Linked DNA regions of Mus musculus: region 1 is linked to region 2. Evidence: chromatin contacts called from public HiChIP or PLAC-seq data. All regions are on one chromosome and are shown on one strand. Each heading gives the region's core, a stretch centred on a gene start, on an enhancer-like site or on the middle of the called end of the contact. The rest is flanking DNA. Distances are from core to core; before and after follow the strand shown. Region 1 has its middle 9.3 kb from the start of Gm42294. Region 2 has its middle 24 kb from the start of Tnfsf8.

Evidence for each region. HiChIP or PLAC-seq counts read pairs in DNA pulled down with a chosen protein or histone mark.
Region 1: a BATF HiChIP or PLAC-seq map of CD8 T cells shows a contact between it and region 2, with 5 read pairs. The contact joins two enhancer-like sites. A contact is called at or near these places in 1 of 15 datasets of contacts at CTCF or cohesin (CD8 T cells), 2 of 484 Hi-C or Micro-C datasets (bone marrow-derived macrophages and nephron progenitors) and 1 of 115 datasets of contacts at active chromatin or transcription factors (CD8 T cells).

Annotation. Positions count from the first base shown.
Region 1 is chr4:63,684,420-63,689,832 of GRCm38.p6, reverse strand. No RefSeq gene overlaps it. Among named protein-coding and RNA genes, the nearest start is that of Gm42294, 9.3 kb to the left of the region's middle. Within about 2 kb of position 3,477, at least 15 of the 459 cell types and tissues checked have an H3K27ac peak or open chromatin away from gene starts, as enhancers often do. A contact at or near this core is called in CD8 T cells, where this site is marked.
Region 2 is chr4:63,882,547-63,888,335 of GRCm38.p6, reverse strand. No RefSeq gene overlaps it. Among named protein-coding and RNA genes, the nearest start is that of Tnfsf8, 24 kb to the right of the region's middle. Within about 2 kb of position 1,950, at least 6 of the 459 cell types and tissues checked have an H3K27ac peak or open chromatin away from gene starts, as enhancers often do. A contact at or near this core is called in CD8 T cells, where this site is marked.

The DNA of each region.
Region 1 (5,413 bases), core at 2,228-4,727, 200 kb after region 2:
ACCATTGCAAATTCTCTCCTTCACAAAGGCTGGTTGATGCTCACATGACAAGCATATGATATTGAAAACTTTCATACATCTTCACCAGCACTTTTCCTTAAATGTTACAATTGATAGAAAGAAAAAAGGCTAGTCTTCACTTTTTGATAACAAAGCTAAACTTTTTCCTGTTTAGCTACCATTGTTGTTTTTTTTTAATTTAATTAAGAAAAACATCTTATACCTCTCTTTGAGCTATTAGTCAAGGATACCCCAGTGGGCTCTAAAACAGCACAAGCTATTTGGCAGTTTGCTATAACTACATGGCAAGACCCCAAATGTTGGAGATACCATATACTTTGGCTCCAAGACCTCAAGAAATCAATCTCATACTAACCTACAAACTTCCTTCCTACTGGCTAGCTTTCACAGAGCTAGAATGAGTTCTAGAAGCTGCTGGGAGAGAAAAGACATTAGTGGTCTTACCCAGCATTAGACTCTGCCTGCTATAGTACTGATCTGACAGGCAAGATGAGCCCGCTGAAGCAATAGTGGCCTGATTATTATGGAGTAACCAACAATGTTCTGAGTGGATGTGAAACCTTCTCTTCAGGAAGAAATATCATGCCTAGTTAACATAAACATGGCCAAAATTCCATGGCTGATGTCCCTGGGACAGAACCAGCTACTCTCATTTTGCTAAATCATCCTATTGTCAAAATTCCTTCTAAATGGTTATGTTCATACCCATGGACCTGGAGTGTATTCAGCCTTAAGAGAGAACCTTCTTTTTACAGGGGACAACAATGAATGCGGTCCTGGTCAATGTACTGAGAATAAGACATTGTGAGTTCTCAGCCCTAAATGGGACATCTTTATCAATCCTCCCAAACTCCCACGTATTTGCAAAGAATACCATGAAGAGGGGGCAGAAAGAACATTAAGAACCAGAGGATGGGTAAGAATGCTTGAAATGCTGTCACCTGGACACAACATGACTATTATATTCACGAACTCACAGTAGTGGTAGTTATCTGCACAATACCTACACAAAATCAACCCAGCCAAAATTCTGACAAAATAGACTAAGGTGAAGCTTGGGAGAGTCCTGTGACCCCACCTATTCCCCAGGAAGTATTGGCAATTGATAGATGCCAAGGGAGGGAGAACCATCATTCTTTGAGGGTATGGGCACTATTAAGTTACCCATTCTCCAGTGGATGGCCACACATTCATCCAAGTATGGACAGTACTAACTGGACTTAGTGGGTTGTTTAAAAACATGAAAAAAAAAAAAGACACGCATTTGGGAGATGTGTTGTGGGGATTCCAGAAGAAGCTGGAAAAGAAACATGGAATCAATCTAGTTCATGGCATACAAGGAGAAAATTCTCAAAGAATTAATTTTTAAGTTAATTTTTTTAAGAAAAGAAAACTGTCTTAAAGTATTTTTTTTCCAAATGACTTTACGGTTAGTAAATGTTCCTTTTGTTTATATGAAACTCCATGGCAACTAAGAACATCTCTGCCTTTCACCTAGTATCATGAATACAAAGACGCCGTCAACATTTGTTAAATGCAGCTCTTACTTTTTTTGTTTGACTTTGAACAACAACAACAAAAAAAATGTCTTGAGACTATTTCCTGGTTGATGACTTGAAAAGACTGAGTGAGTCTATGATACGATATCTCCAGAGTCCAGGAATATTTTGTTTTTAGATCAAGGAAATGCCCCAGAGCATCGAGTGGGAATTGCTCCCCTTCAGGGCTCACCAGAGGAGCAGAAGCTTAAGACAATAAAATAAGCGTGAAATAAGAATGCACCTGGCTCCAGTGGTCCAGGCCTGCACACCCTGCTATTTGGAGGGATGAAGCGAGAGAACAGTAGGTTGAAGGCTTAAGTTGCCCAAGCAACTTAGCAAAGCCATCTCAAACTTAAAGAAAGACAAAAAATTGTAAGAGCTGGGAACTGCTCGGTTGCAGACACTTTCCTAGCAGGAGTGACAACCTAGCCTCAGTCCCCAGCACCAACAAAATGAAACAAGAAATTAATATTCCTTCGGCTGTGTTCCTTCCAAAGTACTATATTTAAGAGGATTAAAAAGAGAAGCCAGCGGTGCTGCTCCTCTCTTAGAAAATGCCCTTTAATGACTCAGGGCAACTCCTAGCTCCAGCTGGAAGTCCTCACACTCAACCCTGGAAGTCAGCGAGGTTTAACTGAGCAAACCTTACACTCTCTCGCAGCCTGCATTCCTTCGCTGTAAAGTCGATCCACAGGGAGATTTGAATCAAGCTACGTGTCCAGCCGGACCCCTCCACACAGAAGGCCTCACTCAGTCTTAGCTTCCATGGGGTGGACAGTGTCAAAATCCCAATTACTGAGAAGTTGTGTAAGTGGTGATTTTTTTCCAGAAAAGCCCCCACAGCGTGGCTGGGCACTATTTATGGCTACACCATTTCAAATTTTCTCCTCTGGCTCCTCTGGAGATTCTGAGAGTTTCCTGATATCCTCTAAAAATTCCCATTTGCTACTTAGGTAAGTTAGAGTGGATTCCACTGTCTGCAACGTGGGGCCATTGCTGTCCTTCCTGAGGTCACATTTCACAGACCCTTCACTAAAAAAAAGGAAAGCTTTATGGGAAAGGAGATTGTATGGAGCTACACAGTGAGGCTCCCCCTGAACTCTAATAGGATTTCATGTTCTGCCCTCCTCAGTATATGTGTCAAGGATCTTCTATGGTCAACAGAAGCTCTTTACAAACAATGGCTACCTGATGCAGTCCATGGGAAAAAGGCCCAGCAGGATCCTAGGCAGGTCCTCTCAATTCCCCAAGGTGCTTCAAGGGCGAAATGAAGATATGGCTGCTCCAAGGTATGGTTGAGGAGAAGGTATTTATCGTAGATGTGAGGAAGAGTACAGCCAGAGGCACCTGCAAGAGTCCAGAGCACGGAGAGAAAGCAGTAGACAGAAAACATGGCCAGCAGATTGGACCAGGCCATGGGGTCTAGGAGGGGAGGGCAGAGAACAAGAAAAGAAGACCAAGGACAACAGAACCAATGGAACCTGTGGCTGAAATGCCAGGGTTATATAAGGGAGAAAGCTTGAGAAGGGAAGGGGAGTCTATGGGTTGGAGAGGTTCAGGGTACTAAACAGAGCAAGGAGAGCTAAGAGAAGCCACAGGTAATGGGTGATCCTGGGGGCCAGCATCTGCTTTGTGGTATGCTAACAGGCACCATGGCTAGCCAATTGACCTGAGTTGCTTTGGAACCCGACAATTCCCTGGCCTGGGAAATGGAAGGCTAATACACAACCTAGAAGATGATGTGAGGTTTAACAACAACAACAACAATATTGTGCAGAACTCTGGCCAGCTACAAATCTAAAAACCCACATGGGATCTAGCTCCACCAGGGACTAGATCATGGATTCCTCCCCCAGGGCAGTAAGTGATCTGGCTTCTCAGAGTAGGGCCCAGCCAAAATAGGAGGAATATCACCCTCTGCTGGACAAGCTCTCTAACAACTTCATTGACCTGAGACACAGAAACAGTCTAAAAGAGAGGTCCATGACCAAGGTCACACCAAGAACAAATGTTAGAGCCAGGGCCAGATCTCAGTCTCATGAACCCCTCCACATAGAACACCAAACCTTCCCCTCACTGTGGGGTCCTGCTCACATGCTCCTGACTCCTTGATACAGCTCAAGGACACTATCAGCCATAGCACTGGAGCTAAATTCCAGCCAAAACCGGGTAATTCCCCACCCAGTTGTAACTGGCAAAAAAGTAACCCTTCTTCTCAGCAGAATGTACTGTGTTAGTGTTGTGGTTTTCATACTAACAAACTGCTATAACTATGGCAACTTCTTGGAAACATGGATGCAGTCCCAAGCATAACTGGAGAGTTCTCAGAGAAAGGAATAACAGAGTGCCCAACTTCCCCAGGAACTAGAGAAAGATCCTTGAATTCACACATCGATCTCTGCCCTTGAAGATAAGTCCAAAGGGTTTCAAAGCAAATCCCCTTCATGCACAAGTGAACTACATCAATTGGAACAAAGTTTACTTAAGACATCTGACAGTCCCATTTTGCCATATTAATTAAAGTCAGAGAGATGGGAAATGTGGTGGGTCTTTACAATAGGGACAGAGTGCTCCTTTTGATTTTTTTTTTAATATCTGGTCTCTTCAAACGGAAATCATAGGAAAGAATACATCCCACATGGCAGACGGTAAGCTCTGTCCTCAGGAAAAAACATGGGGTGAGGGGGATGTAAAGTCATCTGTGTGTTTGTTCAACCTGAGTTAATATATTACAATGTTCACAGACACTGAGACATCAGGGCCACAAATATATACAAATCTGTTTTCCATAGCAACAAAGAGAGGGAGGAAGGGAAAAAAGAAGGGAGGATCTTGAGTTGGTCACCAGACGTAGCTTTCTAGATAATGGGGCATCTAGTAGACTCGGTCAGCTTTGCAGGGTTATTGTAAGAGTCTAATTGACTCCATGAGAACACCATGTTCGTGTCATTTACTCCCCTCCCCTCTGTGATGGGTCACAGAATCATTCATCCTCGACAGGAGCCTGGATGTTGGCCTGCTTCAATGATCTACTCTGTTAGCAGGCACTCAACAACACCAGTAGCTAATACTGAGTATTTACAGTAGTGCTCTTTGAAGAGGTTTGCACGGGTTAACGGTCATAAGAACCCTGTGAGGAAGGCTCTCCTCACTGTCCCCAGTTTGCAAGTGAAATAACTTGAGGCTGAGGAACTTAAGTAATCCATTCAAGGTCACACTCATGAATATTTGAACTCAAGCCCACTCAACTGCACATACCCCATTCTTTTTTTCTGTTTATGAGATTATATTATAACTAAAACATTTCTCTCTTCCCTTTCCTCCTTCCAACCCTCCCACATGCCCCTCCCTTCTCTCTTTCAAATGCCGCGTGAATACACTTCTTATAGTCCAGCCAGAGAGTTAAAAAAAAAAAAAAAAAAAAGATCACAGAGGGCTCAGTGTGAGTGTGAGTCCAGGGCTGTGTCCTCACAAATGCACATCAGTCAAAACTTTATGGTTATTGCAGCCATTGATGTCATCGCTCTGCTTCCAACAACAAAGATGTGCGTGCTCCATCAAAGTCCAGTGGAAGGCAGCACTTATCAGGGCCAGGTTTGCTGTCTCTTCACTCTGGAGTGAAGAAAACAGGCTAATTTGTGAGGAGTAGGGAAGTTAGAATAGGGTGTGACTGGACTACTGAGCTCTGCGATAGAATAGGGTGTGACTGGAGTACTGAACTCTGTGATAGAATAGGGTATGACTGGAGTACTGAGCTCTGCGATAGAATAGGGTGTGACTGGAGTACTGAGCTCTGCGATAGAATAGGGTGTAACAGGAGTACTGAGCTCTGCGATAGAATAGGGTGTGAC
Region 2 (5,789 bases), core at 701-3,200:
GTGCTCTGTCCAATGGATGACTGTGAGCATCCACTTCGGTATTTGTCAGGCACTGGCAGAGACTCTCAGGAGACAGCTATATCAGGCTCCTGTCAGCAAAATCTTGTTGGCATCTGCAATAGTGTCTGGGTTTGGTGGTTGTTTTGGGGATAGATCCCCAGGTGGTGCAGTCTTTGGATGGTCATTCCTTCAGTCTCTGCTCTGAACTTTGTCTCTGTAACTCCTTCTATGACTATTTTGTTCCCCTTGCAAGAAATAAATTAAGAACTGAAGAAATAAACTAAGGATGACACTGGAAAAAAACAAAAACAGTCCATGATTATGAATTGGAAGAATTAATTTTGTGTAAAGGCCATTCTACCAAAAACAATCTATAGATTCAACCCAATCCCAATCAAAATCCCGATGTCATTGATCACAAACAATACAAAACAAGCAAATAAAAACCACCCAAATATTTATATGGAGGCAGAAAACACCAAGGCTAACCTAACCTATTTTGAACAGAAAGAGTAGTGCAGAAGATATCACTACACATGATTTCAAATGATATTATGGAGCTGTAATAATAAAAAAACAGCATGTGATTGGCATGAACCAGGCACATACATCAAGGACTCAGATATAGGTCTACATGACTACAATTACCCGATTTTTTTTTTTACTAAGATATAAAGCACACACACTCGAAAAAGATAGCATCTTCAACAAGTTGTTCCAGGAAACTGGATTTCAGCATGCAATGAAAAAATAAATAAATACATAAATACATAAATAAATAAATCTTCCTCTCTCATTCTACACAAAACTCAACTTCAAATGGATCAAGAACTCCAATGTGAGATCTCATACCCTGAACCTGCCAGATGAGAAATTAGGGTGCGTAACTCAAACTATAGGCACAGATAAGGACTTTATGAATAAGATTCTGGTAGAATGGGAAATAAGACCAGCCATCAACAAAGGGGATCATAATAAGCTAAAATCAACCAGTGCAGGAAGAAAACTGTGAAGTCAATGAATAGAATGAACATGAGAAAATCTTTGTCGAGCCTTCACCTGAGAAAAGATCTTTGCCAAAAATATACAAAGACTTCAAAAATAAAGATTAAAAATATAAGTAATCATTACGTAGGAGATAGAGATGTGCTGATAGATTTATTAAGATTAGAAGAAGAGAGAAGGTGGAAGTAACTAAGGTATGGGCTTCACAAAGTAAAGCGTCTAGGAATGGGTTTAAAGTCTGGCTCAAAAGACAGAAGAAAAAGAATCAGCCCCATGCAGACTTAGCTTTTTTCCTGCTATACATTTCCATCATGCCTCACATTTCACCCCTGGTGTGTACCTGTAGCTTTTCGCTACACATCAAGCAGGCTGTGCTGTAATAGAGAACATTGGTTGGATGTTCCCTAGTTCAATTCAGTGGTGAAACTACATAATTCAAGTTAGCACTAGATTCCCCAAGCTCAGGGCTCAGTCCCTATGACTGACCCTCTTCTCAGTTGAAAATGCAAAGGCCAGGGCTGGTTTTACTTGTTTTCCCTGTGGCACTGTGCCCCCTAAACTAATTTTTTTTAATGCCATGTAAGCCATTTACCCAAAATATGCTCACGAGAGCTTTCCATTTTCTACATGCCCTGAATGTGGGTTTTTCTCCCCCTGCCTCCCTTCTCTCTTACATATAAATCTTCCTTAGGCCCTCCCTTGGTTAAAAAATATTGATCTCTTTATGTACACCTAAATCATGTGCCGATAACTCACCGAATTTCTCATCATAATTCTATGACACCACCCAGGTAAAATTGTGTGCTAAAGATTCACAGGAATCATAGGATTCTAGAACAGACAGTGTTTCCATCCTCCAAGATCAGACAGTAAAGACTAGCAGCCATAGTCAATCTCTTGCTCTCAAGAGATTTCTGTTTCATTTCACGAAGATGCCTGGCTTTGTTCATAAAAAGACATACTCAGAAGCTGGCATGGTGGCAGGAAATGATAACACATTTTAGACCACAGCCAGCATTTCCAAAATAAAACACCAGTTGCTAATAAAAGCACATGAAAGATAACTGGATCTCAGAAGGGGTTTTCTGATAACCAGCCCCCACTCCTGAGATTCTATGCAGTCCTGTCGTGTTAGCTCAAAAAATGTTTCAGGAAGGGAAGGTTGGATGCTGGAGAGATAACTCAGTGATTCAGAGCACTTGCTTCTCTTGCAGGTTCTGGGTTCAGTTCCCTGCACCCATGTCAAGTGGATCACAACCTTCATTAATTCCAGCTCCAGGGCATCTGACACTTTCAGCCTCCATGGGCACCTGCACTCAAGTTCACATGGCCACATATAGGCACACACTCCACACAAAAATAAAATGAAACATTTAAACAAACGAAGTGGTACATCTTGCCCCAGAGTCTAACCATAGAGAAGCCACTACTGTAAAATGCAACTGGTCAAAATGCAGAGAACAAGTGGCCAGATGGTCATGTGCCCATGTGGTCATGTACCTGTGTGGTCACATGCCCAGCCCCATGAATTCAGTTATAACATAACTACTGCACCCAAGATTCAGGAAAAACAGAGAAGAAGGCAGAGAAGGAAGACTCCGTAAGATCCAGGGAAGCAAGATATCTGCATCAGATTTCCTCTCATTGAAATGTCAGGGAAAGCATACCTATGAAGTCTCAACAACATGGCTGCCAAGGATAAAACCAAGCAGCATGTGAACATGGAGGAAAAAAAGCTCATGGGCCCAGCCCTACACAAAGAATTGCAGGCAAATACGAAATATTGAGAGCAAGAGAAAATAGCCTTTTTTCAGGGAAGATCCACACAACACCAAGTGGTCAGCCCTGAAATCATATACATATAAGTTACAATGTGCACTCACACACATATATACACATAAGCATGCAAGCATGTGTGTGTGTGCGCACACACATATAACATGCACACATGTACTAAATAAGAGAGGCCAGAGGCTATGAATTTGAAATAAAGCAAGATAAAATGAATTAGAAGAAGAAAATGTTAAATGATATAATCAAATTTCTATTTAAAATATTTAAAATTAGAAATTAAAAACAAATCAGAAGCAGGCATGGCTACATGCATCTTTAATTCCAGCAGTCAGGAGGCAGAGGCAGATGAATATCTGTGAACTAGAGACCAAGCCTACTCTACACAGTGAGTTCCCAGACAGCTGTGGCTACCAAGTGAGATCCCAGCTATAAACAAACAAATAATAAACAAACAAGAAACTAAAATCCACCAAATACAAATATTCTAGTACTCTGTTAAAATTGCTTACTAGGTAAACATACATGCTGCAAAGACTGATGGCCTGAGTTTAATCTCTGAGATCCACACGACAGAAGAAAATACCTACTCCCATAAGTTATTCTCTGACCTATTCACTTGTGCCACAGTATACACACACACACACACACACACACACACACACACACACACCACTCATAGGAACACACAATACGATAAATAAAATCAGTCTTAGCCCAAGTCATGCATGCAGTACACTGGCTGAGTTTGGTATGCTCACCTGACCCTAGCCTGGATACACATTCTGTGCTCTGATACTGTCTGGTGAGTCCTCCTGGCCCTAGCTCATCTCTACTCTCCTCAGGCTCCAAACCTAGCATAGGTGCCATATCCTGGGCTCTGCTCTAGCCTGGTGAGTCCTGCCTGCACTGTTTGTTCCCTACATCTTGGCTTAGCTCAGACAACACATCCTGATAACTGGTCCAATTTGGTGAGTTTCTTGAATCCTAACCTGTCTGCACCATATCTCCCCTCCTGGCTTCATCTGAGACACAGATTTGTGCCTAGGCTAGTGTGTCCCTGAAGCTTCCCTGCCTGTGCTATCTCCAATTCTTAGGCTTAGCCTCAGAATCATACTATTGACTGACCTCATCTGGTGAGCACATATCTTCTTACTTTTCTATTGCTATGATAAAACACTACGACCAAGGCAACTTAAAAAGAAAGCACTTAATTTCAGTTTGCAGTATCAGAGGGTTAGAGTCCAAAGAGGTAGAGCTGAAAGCATACATCTTGATATAAAAGTTAGAGGCAGAAAGAGAGAGAGACTGGGAATAGCACACGGTTTATTTTGTTTTGTTTTGTTTTGTTTTTTGGGGTTTTTTTTTTGTATTTTTTTTTGTTTTTAGATATTTTCTTCATTTACATTTCAAATGCTATCCAGAAAGTCCCCTATACCCTTTCCCCTGCCCTGCTCCCCTACTCACCCACTCCCACTTCTTGGCCCTGGTGTTCCCCTGTACTGGGGCATATAAAGTTTGCAAGACCAAGGGGCCTCTCTTCCCAGTGATAGCCAGCTAGGCCATCTTCTGTTACATATGCAGCTAGAGACATGAGCTCTGGAGGTAATGGTTAGTTCATATTGTTATTCCACCTATAGGGTTGCAGACTCCTTCAGCTCCTTGGGTACTTTCTCTAACTTCTCCACTGGGGGCCCTGTGTTCCATCCAATAGCTGTGAGCATCCACTTCTGTATTTGCCAGGCACTGGCGTAGCCTTACACGTTACAGAGACAAAGTTTGGAGCTAAGACAAAAGTATGGACCATGCAGAGACTGCCCCACCCAGGGATCCATCCCATAATCAGTCACCAAACACAGACACTATTGCATATGCCAGCAAGATTTTTCTGACAAGGTTTTTCTTTTTATCCTAAACCCCAGTACATGCCTCTTCAGACACGGCCACATCCCTGATCATCCCCAAATAGTTCCACTAACTGGAGATCAAGTATTCAAACATATGAGTCTATGGGGGTTGTTCCCATTTAAACCACAACAATGACCAAGAGCCCTGACCCATGACACCATACTCACACTCCAGAGTCAAGGATAGCTTGCACATAATAGCAAGTGTGCAAACTTATGCAGACCAAACAAACTTGGGCAATAATAAAAACAGAACCAGAACTTCCACTCAACAGAAGCATGCTAGAATCTCATGTCAGACACACAGCCAGTGAAATAGATTCATATGCCTATGTCTCATCACAAAAACACAAACCATTTTAAAGGCCAAGACATCATGCCCCACTTGCAATCTCCCAGTGCTATAGAAACACTTTCCAATGAGATTTAACTAGATGAGCCCCAGGACACAGAACGTGAAAGAACTATCACAAACTTCCACAAAGAACTCAAGAAGTTTAAGGAAATAAGAACAAACAGTTCAATGAACTTAAATACCAATAAATGCATGTTCTTTTCTATTTGTGGTTTACAGTTCTAAATCTTTAGAGATTAATATGCAAGCTGGAGTAACCATACAAACAAGAGAAAAGGGAATAGTGGTGGAGACAAAAGAAACTCTGCATGAGGAGGTAGTAGGAAATAGGAACTATGAAGTGGGTATGGAGAAAACAACAGGGAACTTTATCATGGGAGAGGGGAGGGAAATACTGAGGGAGAGGGAGTGAGGAAGATGGAGGGAGGAGTAAGGAACACTAAGAACAATTGGAAAAGCCACAGGGAAGCATATTTTGTGTTTATATATATATATATATATATATATATATATATATATATATATGTATATATATGTATATATATATATATATGTGTGTGTGTGTGTGTGTGCATATATAACATATATATATATATATATATATGTATGTATGTATGTGCATGTATGTATATATATATATGCACATGAGTGTACATGCATACCTGTGTACATATATGCATATACATATAGATGCATACATACATATTGACATTGACCCAACAAGAACCAAA